Regions from separate parts of the Mus musculus genome. Here region 1 is linked to region 2. The links are chromatin contacts, called in public Hi-C maps. All regions are on one chromosome and are shown on one strand. Each heading gives the region's core, a stretch centred on a gene start, on an enhancer-like site or on the middle of the called end of the contact. The rest is flanking DNA. Distances are from core to core; before and after follow the strand shown.

Region 1 (6,610 bases), core at 1,293-3,792, 78 kb after region 2:
ATAAAACCAGCCAGTACAGTCTGTAATAATAGACTGCAGGGGACACATACAAGAGCAGAGGGAAGATGCGTTAAAAGTCAGCTGCAGAGGTAGGGCTTTAAGGAACTCGAGGTTTTCCAATCCAGATGAACTGCTTATCGAGTACAGGGATACTGTTGGCAATGGTGGATGTGCTGTGAAGATGTCAAATTTTGAATCCGTCTGGACAGCAGGGTTTATGGTACTTGGTGATGGATTGATATGAAAGATTACTTAAAGGCTTTTGGCTCTGGCAGCTGGGTAAAATGGAAAAGCTATTTACTGCTAAGCAGACAACTGAACAAGGACTGGTTCTATGTAGAAAAACGGAGGTTCAATTTGATAGTTAGTAACCTGAGCTGGGCATTAAGGGAAGACACTGGGGTTACAGAAATAAATGTTTGAGCCATCAGCGTACGGATACTATTTTAAGCCAGGGTAATAAATGAAATTACCCAGAGAACAGATGTGAAGTCTGGGGTCTTCCCATATTCAAGGGTCAGGGGAGACTGAGAAAGAATGGCTTCTTTTTTTTTTTTTTTTTTTTTTAAGATTTATTTATTCATTATATGTAAGTACACTGTAGCTGTCTTCAGACACTCCAGAAGAGGGAGTCAGATCTCGTTACGGATGGTTGTGAGCCACCATGTGGTTGCTGGGATTTGAACTCTGGACCTTTGGAAGAGCAGTCGGGTGCTCTTACCCACTGAGTCATCTCACCAGCCCGAAAGAATGGCTTCTAATATCTTCCTGGAAAACAGAATCAAGACAGTTTCAAAAAAAAAAAAAGAATAAATTTATTTACTTCTAATGAATTTGGTCTGATAAAGACTTAGAAATGAGCATTGTGTTTGGCCAATAGCTGGAAACATTTTCCTAAGCAGTTTGGGAGGGTGTGACTAGAGATTAAGTGGACTCTTCTCCTATCTATACTCTGGGGTGATTTCATTTATCACCCTGGCTTAAGATGGTATTTATATGCCAATGACTGACAACTTTACTTCTTCAACCCCAATGTCTTACCTTTATGTCCAGGTTATATTCCTAAACCATTCACTCAACACCCTATGTATCAAAAGGGAAACTTTGTGTAATACGTGTTTGTGGTAGTTTCCTTGTAATAAAGGGACAGACTGATGTTGTTACTGGGAGATTTGGGATCATGAGACACTCTTTTTGAAAGAGACAGAGAGTAAAAAAAATGTGGAAATTATCTAGAAGCATGGGGGAAAACAATGAAATTCAGAGGAAGACAATACAGCCACAGAAGGTGTGTCTTTATGTGGCTGAGAAGGGATCTGAAAGCCTAGTCCTCTGCCAGGATATGGGTGATTGCCTGGAGGTCAATCAAAGGAGCAGGCAACCAGCATAGGTGTGATGAGAGGTGGCAGTGGGCACAGGTGCAGGTGAGAGGTGGCAGTGGGCACAGGTGCAGGTGAGAGGTGGCAATGGGCACAGGTGCAGGTGAGAGGTGGCAGTGGGCACAGGTGCAGGTGAGAGGTGGCAGTGGGCACAGGTGCAGGTGAGAGGTGGCAATGGGCACAGGTGCAGGTGAGAGGTGGCAATGGGCACAGGTGCAGGTGAGAGGTGGCAGTGGGCACAGGTGCAGGTGAGAGGTGGCAGTGGACACAGGTGCAGGTGAGAGGTGGCAGTGGGCACAGGTGCAGGTGAGAGGTGGCAATGGGCACAGGTGCAGGTGAGAGACAGCAATGGGCACAGGTGCAGGTGAGAGGTGGCAGTGGGCACAGGTGCAGGTGAGAGACAGCAATGGGCACAGGTGCAGGTGAGAGGTGGCAGTGGGCACAGGTGCAGGTGAGAGGTGGCAGTGGGCACAGGTGCAGGTGAGAGACAGCAATGGGCACAGGTGCAGGTGAGAGGTGGCAGTGGGCACAGGTGCAGGTGAGAGACAGCAATGGGCACCTGCACTCACGACAAAGTGAGCTCAAAGAGAACAGACAGCGTGTGAGTACAAGAGAGTTGTCTGTGCTGGAGCTGAGCAGGCAGCCTACTTCTGCCCTGCCCTTCCCTCACATTCTTTAGAGCAGCTGAGATGTTGGCTCCCTCTGTGACAAGGATCCTTTAGTCGTGCCAAGAATACTCCTCAATCCCATGCGCACAGGAGTCTCTGTGCTGGGTCCTCCCTCTGCCTTCATCGAATTGTTTCATTGATTTGTTTTTCTAGCATGTGCACATTATTCAGTTCCCAGGAAACCCAAAGATAAATAAAGTGGGTATTTGTTTATATGGTTGCAACAGAGATCCTTTCCGGATGTCTTTAAGTGATAGAACTCGGAACAACAAGAAAGCCTTTTGAAAAATATTTGTTCCCAGTAAAATTTCATATTCAAAGCGGCAATGATGACCCTGTCCCAAGAGTCAGGAGTTCATCACTGAAAAATGACCCTTCTGTCATTTGGAGTTTAAAACACATTTTTCTCCAAGTCAACTGGAATTTCCCATGAAGCACTGATGATCTAGTACAGATTCCACACAGCATCCAACAGCAGTGCTGTCAAATCAGACTCACAGAAACAAGCTTTCTGTTTCCGCCCTGGGGTTAGAAATCCCAAATCAGATAACTTGTCTTGTTGATTTTTCCCAATTTCCTAAAATTTCTCTTACCCCAAAGCAGCTAAATCAATCTCTGTCTCTGTCTCTATCTGTCTCTGTCTCTGTCTGTCTGTCTGTCTCTCTGTATGTGTGTGGTGGGTGGCTTGGAATTGTGCCCTTTCTTAACCATATCAGACATGTCTCCTGTTTGTGCTATGCAAGTTGTTTTCTCTTCAGAAACTCAGCCCTCTTCCAAGAGTTAGAAATGGGGCCAAGCGGACTGCAGGGCAAAGGTGAGATTGCACTACCAATCACTGCAGTTTAGCTCACTCAAACCGAGCCAGATCTTCAGTCTCTCACCGCTGATCCTCCTCGGTTCTCAGAATAACCATGAACAACCATGACTCGAGTTTCCTTCTGGAACAGAGACACAGCAGGAAAGGCAAAGGGAAAAGAATGAGTGGCGGGAGAATCGTTCAGAGGTTACGACCCAGGAAGCAATAAGAAAGCAGACTCTAAGCATGTTCGCATGCTCGTTGACACTAGCTGCAGGAGCTGGGGTCTCTGCTTCTGATCAAACTTGAGAAATAGTAAGGGGATGTTTTCAGAGCCCAGAGGAGCCCAGAGGCCTCTCTGAAGCAAGGGTGCTCTTGAACTGCACTTGCGCTAGCTTTGTGTCGGACAAGTCTACCTCCCACAAGGTCAAGGTTGAGAAGGAATTATGAAGAGACAATGGCCGGTTAACCAAAGCAGGCATTTCTAGCTCCTGTGGTCATCATCATCTTGAAAGTGCAATTTCCACAGATTGGCAAAGAATTATCTGGAAAATAAGATTACTATTACATATGGTGTGTGTGTTGTGGCATAGCAGGTAAGTACAGATGGAGAGGAGAGGCAGGCTCAGGAACATATCCTGAGACTATCTCAGGTTCTCACACAGATCTCCCCAGCAGCCCTCGCTTGCACTTCACCTTTCTGTCACAGTGTTTGTGCCCCTGCCCAGCTCCTCCTGCCTTGGGATGACATAATTGTCTGGAAAAGTGACAGGGCAAGATGGCAAAGGGACTGCATCAGAACTTGTTAACTTTTGTCTATCAACAGACCCTCCACTGATTTCCATCACACCCATGACCCCCACTAACACCTATAAAGTATTTATATTACAGACTGTTCTACGTACTGCTTCCTTAAATTTTGCATCTGTGAAGTAAAAAGGAATCACAATCCACTTACAGATAAAGACCCAGAAGCACAGACAAGCTAAGAGACCTGTTCACATTTCACTGCTCAAGAGTAGCCGATTCAGGACTCTAGGCCTGCATGACTGCAGATCCTATGCTATTTCAGTGTTTAAAGAATTGTTACTCTGTTTTATTTCATGGTCTAAGTTCTGTGAGGTCAGGGGCTGTAACCCTTACGCAGTACTTTACATGCTTGACAATGAGTGTAATCCAACCCATAGAGTGAGTACTTACTAAAATGAAAAGTGAAATTGAGCATAGTCTGGCTCCAGATATTTCACTGTGGACATGTTGGCTTTTTGTTAGGACTCTGTATTCAGAGAACATGGTCCTCAGGCCTTGGTGCCCCTGTACCCTCTCCCTCACTGTCACCATCTAGTTTGAACACTAATTTGGAAGACGGATTTGGAGCAAGATCATTCTCTGAGATCCACATTTATGTAATGAGCAATATACCATCACTTGGATACCTGTTAGGTTTCTCAAATTTAATATATCATAACTGATCCTTCACTCTTCTTCACGCTACGGCTGCACTAGCATAACTAACATGCCCCACTTGCCAAACTGCAGACCACAGGATGCAGCTTCAATGCCTTCCTTTACTTTACTCGGTTCAAACTAATTGTAAGATCTGGTGGTGTTCATCTTGTTTATATGGGTGTGTTTCCCACTGCTAACCTAGTCTAAGATGACCTTAGTTTTCTAAGGCCTTCTTATCTAGGGGCTCCATATTGTTGCACATAGCTCTGACATCTTTGTGTCTTGTCACCAATGCATGAATTCCTATGGAAGGTAAAGGTTATCTTGTCCAGAAAATATCACTGCCCATTAGGGTACACACAGCCCTGGGACCAGGGCTAATTACACTTGAGCTGGTTCTTATGGGTCAGTGTAATTGGGAGGCAAGACAGCATCCTCTACAAAGGGAGGTCACAGTGCAGCCCCAGGCCCTGAGTTGGCTCTCTCTCTCTCTCCTTTCTGTTCTCTTCATGCATTACTTGTTTCTTAAGGTCCTTGGATATTTGGAGGATCCTAATGCTGGCAGCACCCCTCTGTTGTCTTCCTCTCTTCTTTCTTCCCACCCTCATCTCAGCCCACTTGCATCCTTTCAAAGGCTCATGGGTAGCTAAGCTGGGACTGCTAGACTCATGATGAGCTCTTAATGAGTTGAGGGGCACCTGGGAGTGTCCTCTTCAGCTTCATTCATATGCTAAGATAACGTGAAGCCAAACTGATAGCTCAGATGCTTCTCAGAGGCCCCGGGGAGATGTGTGGGTTAGGTAAGGAACTTTGAGTTGACCTGTCTTATTTTATGGCACGTCAAAGCTGAAGATATAGAACTCTCTGGAAATGACATAACCTTGCTATATACAATCTGCCCATCCCCAATGTGCAAACCATTTCCTTTCTACACACACATAACATTCAGTCCCTCTGGGATGCTGGTAAACAGCACGAACAAAGGAATGCAAAGCAGTGTTTTGGTGCAAGATCCAGCAACTGAAAAAAGCAAGAAACAGTTGCTGAAGGAAGAAGAGCCCATTGGCAGGGAAGAGAAGACACTGAGATGAGTCTGCTCTGGGAGAGCAAGCAAAAAGCAAATCTCACACAGTTTGCTCATTTAAAATTCATATAAGAAGAGTTTTTTGTATGTTTCTTTGCATCAAGTTCAGATTTCCTGAGCACACAAGCCATGTTTTGGTCACTGTGTGTCCTCCTCATGACTCCAGTATCTTGTGATCAAATTGTCGTTGCATCTGTAATAAGTCTTCAAATAAGTAACACGGACTCATGTCAAAGATCCCAGGCGCATCTCCACCCTAGCCCACCATCTGCCCGCCGTGGGAGGATGGGAAAATATTTTCTGTGTCAGGCTGTCTCCAAGATTATTCAAAACTGGCATGAAGAGGATTATCAGAGGGAGAAACTTTACAGACCACGTCTGGGGGCTTCTGTGAAGAGGGTGTTTATAACACATTTTGTTGACTGCTTCTGTAAATCCCCGGAGCATGCTGGTAGCTTTTAATCCAAAAATAAGAAGTGAAAATGAATCAGTTTGGCTGCGAGGACATCTTGCTTTTCTACTGGTTGTTTCTAATTGTTACTTAGCCATGGATGAGAAAAAAAAATGTTTTAATCATTTGCATTGGAGTTTGAAGAAAGCCACATCTTGATGCTTTGGTTAAAGCACCCCAGAGTTCAGAGGGCAAGGGGACTTCTCAGAAACAAGCCTGGCCACGGCTTGAGAACACAAGGAGGAAATTCTTCATTCCCAAACAACGCTGCCCTTGGCTCTCTTGTGCAGCAGTGTTGGCAAGGTCATTAGCAATGAGCGCTCACTGTGGGCAGGGAACCAATAAGAGCAAGAAGCTAGTATAATAGCTAACTTTTATTATTTATTTATTAAGTGCTTACTGGGTACCAACAGCTCGCTTATGTGCATTAAGTTATTTAAGTCCAGCAAGGACTGGAGCTTAGAGCTAGGAGGTCTAGAAACCATCCACCCACCCACCCACCCAACCAACAAACCAGTGAGACAAGCCACCAAAGCCACATGGCCAGCCTTGTCCGTCTGATGTCAGGGCAAAGCCTCCCACTCACGCCACACCACCTAACAATTAGTGCTGCATAGAAAGGTGGGGGAAACGGGAACCGCAGGCTTTATGTTTTTTTTCTGCTGAGCACAGGTTAGCCCATCTAGAAAGGTAAAAGCGGGCCGGAGGGCAAGGGTCCACCCTAGGTCTTTGGCTAGGTCAAGGCCAGGCTGGATGAAGGCAGATCTGAGGCAGCTTAAGATT
Region 2 (6,313 bases), core at 3,101-5,600:
GACAAATAAAGTCTTGCCTTAATTTGAGTTTTTGGGGGGTTATCCTTTCCATGTGAGCATGCGACAGTTTTTCTAGAATGTGCCTTGCCACCTCTCTCTGCTCACTTCTCTGCTCTGCATTTCGTTAGTGTTTCTGGGCTCTGCCTTTACTCTGGATATCGACAGCCGTGCGCTCACTGATTGCCAGTGTTAATTTGGCTTCTTTCCTGGACAAGGCGGGTGCCACTCTGACAAGCTTCCTGAAGCAGTCTTTTGTATTTGTGGCTGAGTTCTGTGGGGGGGCATTTATATTCCTCCCTGTGGGTGTGTAGCTAACTGGGGTTCTCTGAAGGCAAAGCCTTTTGATTTTTAATAGAAACAAAACAATTCTTCAGCGTTGGCTTTATCAGTGTGAACAAATCATCCCCCCACTTGGAGATTTGCAGCAATTGACCTCTCTCTGAGAGGAAGAGAGGAAAGCCAAGGAGGGGTTGGGGATGGAAAAGAAACCTGGGTTTGAGGTATCTCATGTAGTTGTGGTCAAATGGTAGTCTATAATCATCCAAAAGCCTGTTTGCCCATGCATCCAAGATGGCTCCTTGCTTGAGATTCCCGGCGCCAGCTGAGGACTGTTGGCATCTCTGTCTTTCTGCTTCATTGCATGGTTAACTGAGCTTCCAAGTACAACCATCTCAGGACATTTGAACTTACCAGCTGCTAGCTTCTTCAAGGGCAACTGCACCGAGGAAAGGAAGGCAGAAATTGTTAGACCCTGATGATGAAGGCATCACTTCAGCCACATTCTGTTGGCCAAAAGAGCCACACCCTCTGTCCAAAAGGAAGCTCAGATGAAAGAGGTTAGGGGATGACATCTGAGCTGCATCAGTTTTCACTGAAACAAAATATCTGATAAAGCAACCTAAGATGTGAAGGGTTTAATTTTAGTTCAAGGTTACAGTTCCTCATGGTGGGGGAAGGTATGGTGGCAGTAGTTTGAAGTACCTGGTCACATTGTATCTACAATCATGAAGCAGAGAAGGCAATGCCTGCGGGCAGGTGGAGTCTCCTTTTTTTCCCACCTCAATTAACCTGATACATCTAATCCCTCATAGAGAAGCCCAGAGCTTGTTTCCATGGTGATTCTAAATCCCATCAGGTTGACAATTGATTCACCATAACATAGAATAAACCCCATGGGCAGAGGGACATCTTTGGAGTCAGCGTTGATGCTCAGCATTGATTTTGTTGAGTCCGTAATCAACGTTCGATACATTCCTTTTCAGCGAACAGCCTAGACACTGCAGACAAATTGTTTCCTGAAAAAGTCGTTTGACCTTTCATTTCCTCTGCTGGTGGGAAGGACCTAGAGAGTGAGCCATGAAAAACAAGACTTCGGCTTAGCTGCATTCTGGTCTCAGAAGAGCAAATGACCCTGAAGAAATTTGCTTATGGGTGTAAATATCTCTTGCTGATTCCTGTGTATTTCATTCCAGGACTCTATTATCCCTCTGTATCTAACCAATACTTTCCTATTTGTCCATATTGCCTGTCTCTGAATAGGAGGTAGCTGTGGTAACCAGCTCTCTCCTCACTGCTGTTGTTCAATGTTGGACAGTTACTTTGATGCCATTGCAGAGTCGTCTGTGGTCCTTATGGTGTTGGTCACAGTGACTGTTCCTCTTCTTGCCATGATGTAGATGTCAAGGCTTATTTCTACCTATGGGATGGTCTAGGGTCAGGAGCAGCCATGGTGTCTCTGACTGACAGCCAGGGGTGTTTTCCATGAAGTCTTCTCTGGGCTACAGTGTAAATAGGACCCATTTATTTCCCATGCAGTCATAACTGACAGCATCCAGACTGAAAATATATGTTGCTTTAAGATTTCTTTAATTCATTTAAACATTTATTGTTCACTTACTATATTTAAGATTATGTCACATTCTCCCCAGAAGCTTATATGAGACAAGATAAGACATACCAAGATATGAAACCAGGCAGCCTAGAATGAAGGCATTATAAGAGATATGAATGTGAGAAGCAGCCAGGGCTCAGAATAGGAGGAAAGACTAAGACTCAGGTGCTATTTGTTGGCTTCTGAATAGGTTTTGACACAGATAAATCTGTCCAATTTCAGAGCCGTCTCAGCACAGGCGCCAGCACAACTGGGAAAGAAACAGTTTTGCTTCTCTGGCAGCTTTTGCCAAGCACGCTCAGGCATCATGGGGAGACTTACCACGACAGGAGACCAAAGAGCATTAACACCCTTAGTGCCTCAAAACAGAAACCAGACAACTGGCAGAGGAGCCTCCTGTGCAGCAGCCAAAGCCTCAGCCGGGCACCACTCCCTCTTAATGGGAGCCAACACTCACAATAGCAGTAGGGACAGAGGGTTCCCGCTGTAAGCTTGCAGGTCCCCTGAAGGGTGGGAGGCCTGGCTGAGAAACAATCCCAGCATACACTGGGAAACAAATGTCCAAATATTCATCCCTTGGCCTTGAGTGGTGCACATGGTGTTGGTTGTGGAGGGAGCAGGGCTCAGGAGGGAAGCTGTTTTTTTCTTTGTTTTTGTTTTTGTTTTTTGTTTTTGTTTTTGTTTTTCCGAGACAGGGTTTCTCTGTGTTAGCCCTGGTTGTCCTGGAACTCACTCTGTAGACCAGGCTGGCCTTGAACTCAGAAATCCACCTGCCTCTGCCTCCCGAGTGCTGGGACTAAAGGCGTGGAGCTGTTAATGCATCCTGGGGTACTTCCCAAGGAAAGGCCCTTGCTTCCCGCCCCCACTCTGGGCAGCCTCTCACCCGGTTTAGGGGATTTGGAAGGGCTTAGAGATGGGTATAGATAGGGCTGCTGTCTCAGTTTCCAGGAAATAAAACAACTCTTTTCCTGAATTTTTATGGGTATCTGGTCAGCATCTCAGGGGCAGGAAGTCTATTCTGTGCTGCCAGTTTTGTGTAAATGCTAGAAACTTCAGTTTCTCAGTAACTACACCCCAAGCTTTGAGTGGAAAACTGGGGGTTTAGGCTCACCATTGACTCTGCACTACAGATGGTGCCCAGAGAGGTCAAAACTTAGCTCAACTCATGACTCCTTGGGCAACTGCTTCTCCTTTCTTCTCTGCAAATTGTGTGATTGTGTGATTGTGTGTGTGTGTGTGTCGCTTTCAATAGCTAGAAATCTACAAAATTTCAGGGCTTTAAGGAAGGACCAGAGCTAGTGATTGGCTGGGCAGGAGACAGGCTTTGAAATCATCACCTGATCCAAAATGGTCCAGTGTGATCCCCAGAAGGACACTGAAAAGCAGCAATCAAAGAAACGAAGGACAAAAGACTGTGCAATCTTCTCCTACAGAGCAGGCATCTGATGGGTCTGGTGGAGCCCAGGGTCAGTGCTATGCTGTTTCTCAGGCCTCGTGTAAGCCATGGTGCCCTGATGCTAAGGCAGGGATCTGTAGAGCCCTGCCCTCTTTTCTCCCATTCTGACATGTTTTAGGTGTGTAATTTGTGGTTAATAAGCCAAGAAAGCATGTAGTTTTACACTCCATCAGAACAAAAGCTGGACGTGGGTTCAGTTCCCAGTGCCCCGTGTCTCTTAACTCCACTTCCAGAGGCTCCAATGCCTCCTTCTGGTCTCCATGGGTACCAGGCACATATGTGGCATAAAGACATATATCTAGGCAATATATTCATAAAAATGAGTAGTGATTAATAATCATGAAAACCTTGGCACATGCTAGCTAGTCATGAGGTAATGCTGTTATGGTATAGTATGCACAGGCATGCTTCAGAACATGTGAGCAACACTGGTATCAGTCTATACTGTCTCCCTCCCTCCCTCCCTCCCTCCCTCCCTCCCTCCCTCCCTCCCTCCCTCCCTCCCTCCCTCCTTCCTTCTTTCCTCCCCATTTACTGGACTTTTTAGTTCCTGTCCAACTGAGGATCTATTAAGTAGATTAGCTTGAGCCCCAGGGAGATAACATTAGTATTTGAAGCATCTCAGACAAGCACAGATGGCCGCATCTCTTGTGCCTCAGTTGACAAACAGTCAAAGCTGTATTCCTAGGTGTGTGAATCAAGTCTGGGTTTGGTTGACTGTGTCTTCTATGAAGCGTGGTGCTCCTCAGGAGCAGTCGTCCTTTCTATTGCTACGATAAGATGGTCAGCAGTGGGACAGTGAGGCTGCCTGCCTCCGTGGATCTGGAACCGCAGATGCTGACCTGACACGGTGATGGCCTATCCCACTCAGGTCTCACCTCACAGCAACTCAGTTTCTCCTTCTAGAGCTCTCCTCCCCGCATTTGCCCTCCAAAGGTCCTACAATCTCCTCTGAACAGTGCCCCCAGCTAGGGACTAAATGTTCAACTTCTGAGCCTGGAGCGGGGTGTGTGTGTGATTTCACATCCAAACACTGCACCTTCTGTTCAGATAGAATCCTGCCCTGTTCTGAGAACCATCCTTTTTTTTTTCCTCCTCTGAGGTCACTGACAAGAGCATTTTGGCTGTGTAATATGAATTAAACTGTCAATTTCTCATGTTTTCATTTTAGCTTGGATCCATAAACCTCCAGAGTTAGAAGGCAGACACCACAATCAAATGTATGCCTACCTGGGTGCTCTGAGAGAGCAAGTGCATCCCGCCTGGAGGGAAAGCAACCATGGACCATGTTTATTCTTCTTTCAGGCATTATTCCTGTCCAAACTTTGCATGAGCTGAAACTAAATAGATAAAAACATTCTCTCTCTGCGCCTCCCCGGTCCTTGCCAGTACTGTTACTTACATAACTATCTGGACCTTGGTATTTGAGTTCACAAAAGCCAATGCGTAAATGTCCTTCACTTTTTCAGTTTCCAAAAAGCCTTTGCTAACCTAGAATTTTTGCATTTGAAAGTCTATTAAATGTTTCCTTTTGCCTGTAAAGTAAAAATGAGGCTGGCTGTTTGCTTGACGGTGAAGTCTGAGTTCTTGCTGGGTAGCTTTGGTCTGTTTGGATTTCTGATTCTCAGACAAGAAGAGCAAACAAGTGTTAGCTCCCATGGAAAATCGTCCCCGAGCTAATGGAGATGTGATTGGGACTCTGCTTGTTTGCTAGTTTAAGTGGACACATCTCTTTCTCCTCCCCTCTTTCTCCTTCTTGTTGGTCATCGTCCCTGATAACTTGTGGAGTCACTGAGGGAGCCCCAGCTTTGGTAAAACAGATTCTACTGCGACCTCCTGCTGCTCAGGGCTTTGCTGCAGCTTTAACTCTGAGATAAAAACAGTTAGGGGCCATTGTGATTGGTAGGAAATCTTTCTTAAAGCCATATGGTGCTTTGAATCCCTGGGTTATCTTAGATATTCTCACCTGGGCGTTTTACAGCCTCAAATATTTGAAAGAAATGAAAGGGCTTTTGCTCTTTGAGGTATCTCATCTCCAATTAAACACATCTCAATCCCCAATTCTTCAATCAGGAAAGATTTTCACAATTTGCACAGCTAGAGCCGTGTAATTTGGGCAAATCATTTAACCTCTGTGAGTCTGTCTCCTTATCTTTAACTAGAGAGAAATTGCATCGTGACCTTTCACCCTTCATCAAGTTCTGAGCTTGTAGGATTCTATAATTTCTTTTTTGTCCACGTATAACCCTTCCAAGAAGTGAGGCTGAAGATCTTTAAACACATAACTCAAGTGAAATCCAGTTTGTAGATTGGGTAGTATTCCAGTCCCTCTGCACTTAACTGCTAAAGGAATTTGATCTGGGTTCTTTTAGACCTAGGAAATAAGGGTACTATTACCTGCCTCCTAAGATTGTCATAAGACTCGAGGTTATTTGACAGCGTGACTGAAATAGTGCCTGACATATGGTCAGTAAACAAATCCTTTTTCTTTGGGGTTTTATAGCAGACCTTGATCTCTCTCAGGTTGCTGACTCACTCCTCATCAAATACTCACTGGTCTGGCAACCCTGCTGTTAGGAAAGGGTCAAGTGGGACTCGGTGAAAGGATGCTCGAAGGGCCAGGCTTTGGCTTCAAGACACAGCTTACTCTGACGAAGAACTTTCAGCAGCTAAAGCAACTTGAGTTTTCAAAGGAAGGGAAAAACAAAAAACAAAAAACAAAAAACTACCAGCCAGATTGACTCCTGTCAAAGGCTCTCATCAACAAACATCGACAAGACAGGAGGCTTGATAAGTTGTGGTCCCTTTCCAAGAAATGTGTGCCAGTGGTGGCTTCGTGCCTGGCTTTGATATCAGAAAGACTCTTTCCCTTTTCTTTTTATAACGATTTATTTATTTAATTTTTTACCTTTAATTCTATGTTTGCACATGTGTGGGCTGTGTGCACACGTTAGGCTGTCAGGCTG

What was found. Hi-C and Micro-C count contacts between places; a contact is called where the count stands out from the background.
Region 1: a Hi-C map of liver shows a contact between it and region 2, with 6 times the contacts expected there. The contact joins two enhancer-like sites. A contact is called at or near these places in 1 of 39 promoter capture datasets (liver), 12 of 484 Hi-C or Micro-C datasets (cerebellum, cortical neurons, liver and 2 more) and 3 of 115 datasets of contacts at active chromatin or transcription factors (heart atrium, hepatocytes and liver).

What each region holds. Positions count from the first base shown.
Region 1 is chr12:71,444,224-71,450,833 of GRCm38.p6, forward strand. No RefSeq gene overlaps it. Among named protein-coding and RNA genes, the nearest start is that of 1700083H02Rik, 63 kb to the left of the region's middle. Within about 2 kb of position 2,543, at least 25 of the 459 cell types and tissues checked have an H3K27ac peak or open chromatin away from gene starts, as enhancers often do. A contact at or near this core is called in hepatocytes and liver, where this site is marked.
Region 2 is chr12:71,364,106-71,370,418 of GRCm38.p6, forward strand. No RefSeq gene overlaps it. Among named protein-coding and RNA genes, the nearest start is that of Gm40438, 12 kb to the left of the region's middle. Within about 2 kb of position 4,351, at least 10 of the 459 cell types and tissues checked have an H3K27ac peak or open chromatin away from gene starts, as enhancers often do. A contact at or near this core is called in hepatocytes and liver, where this site is marked.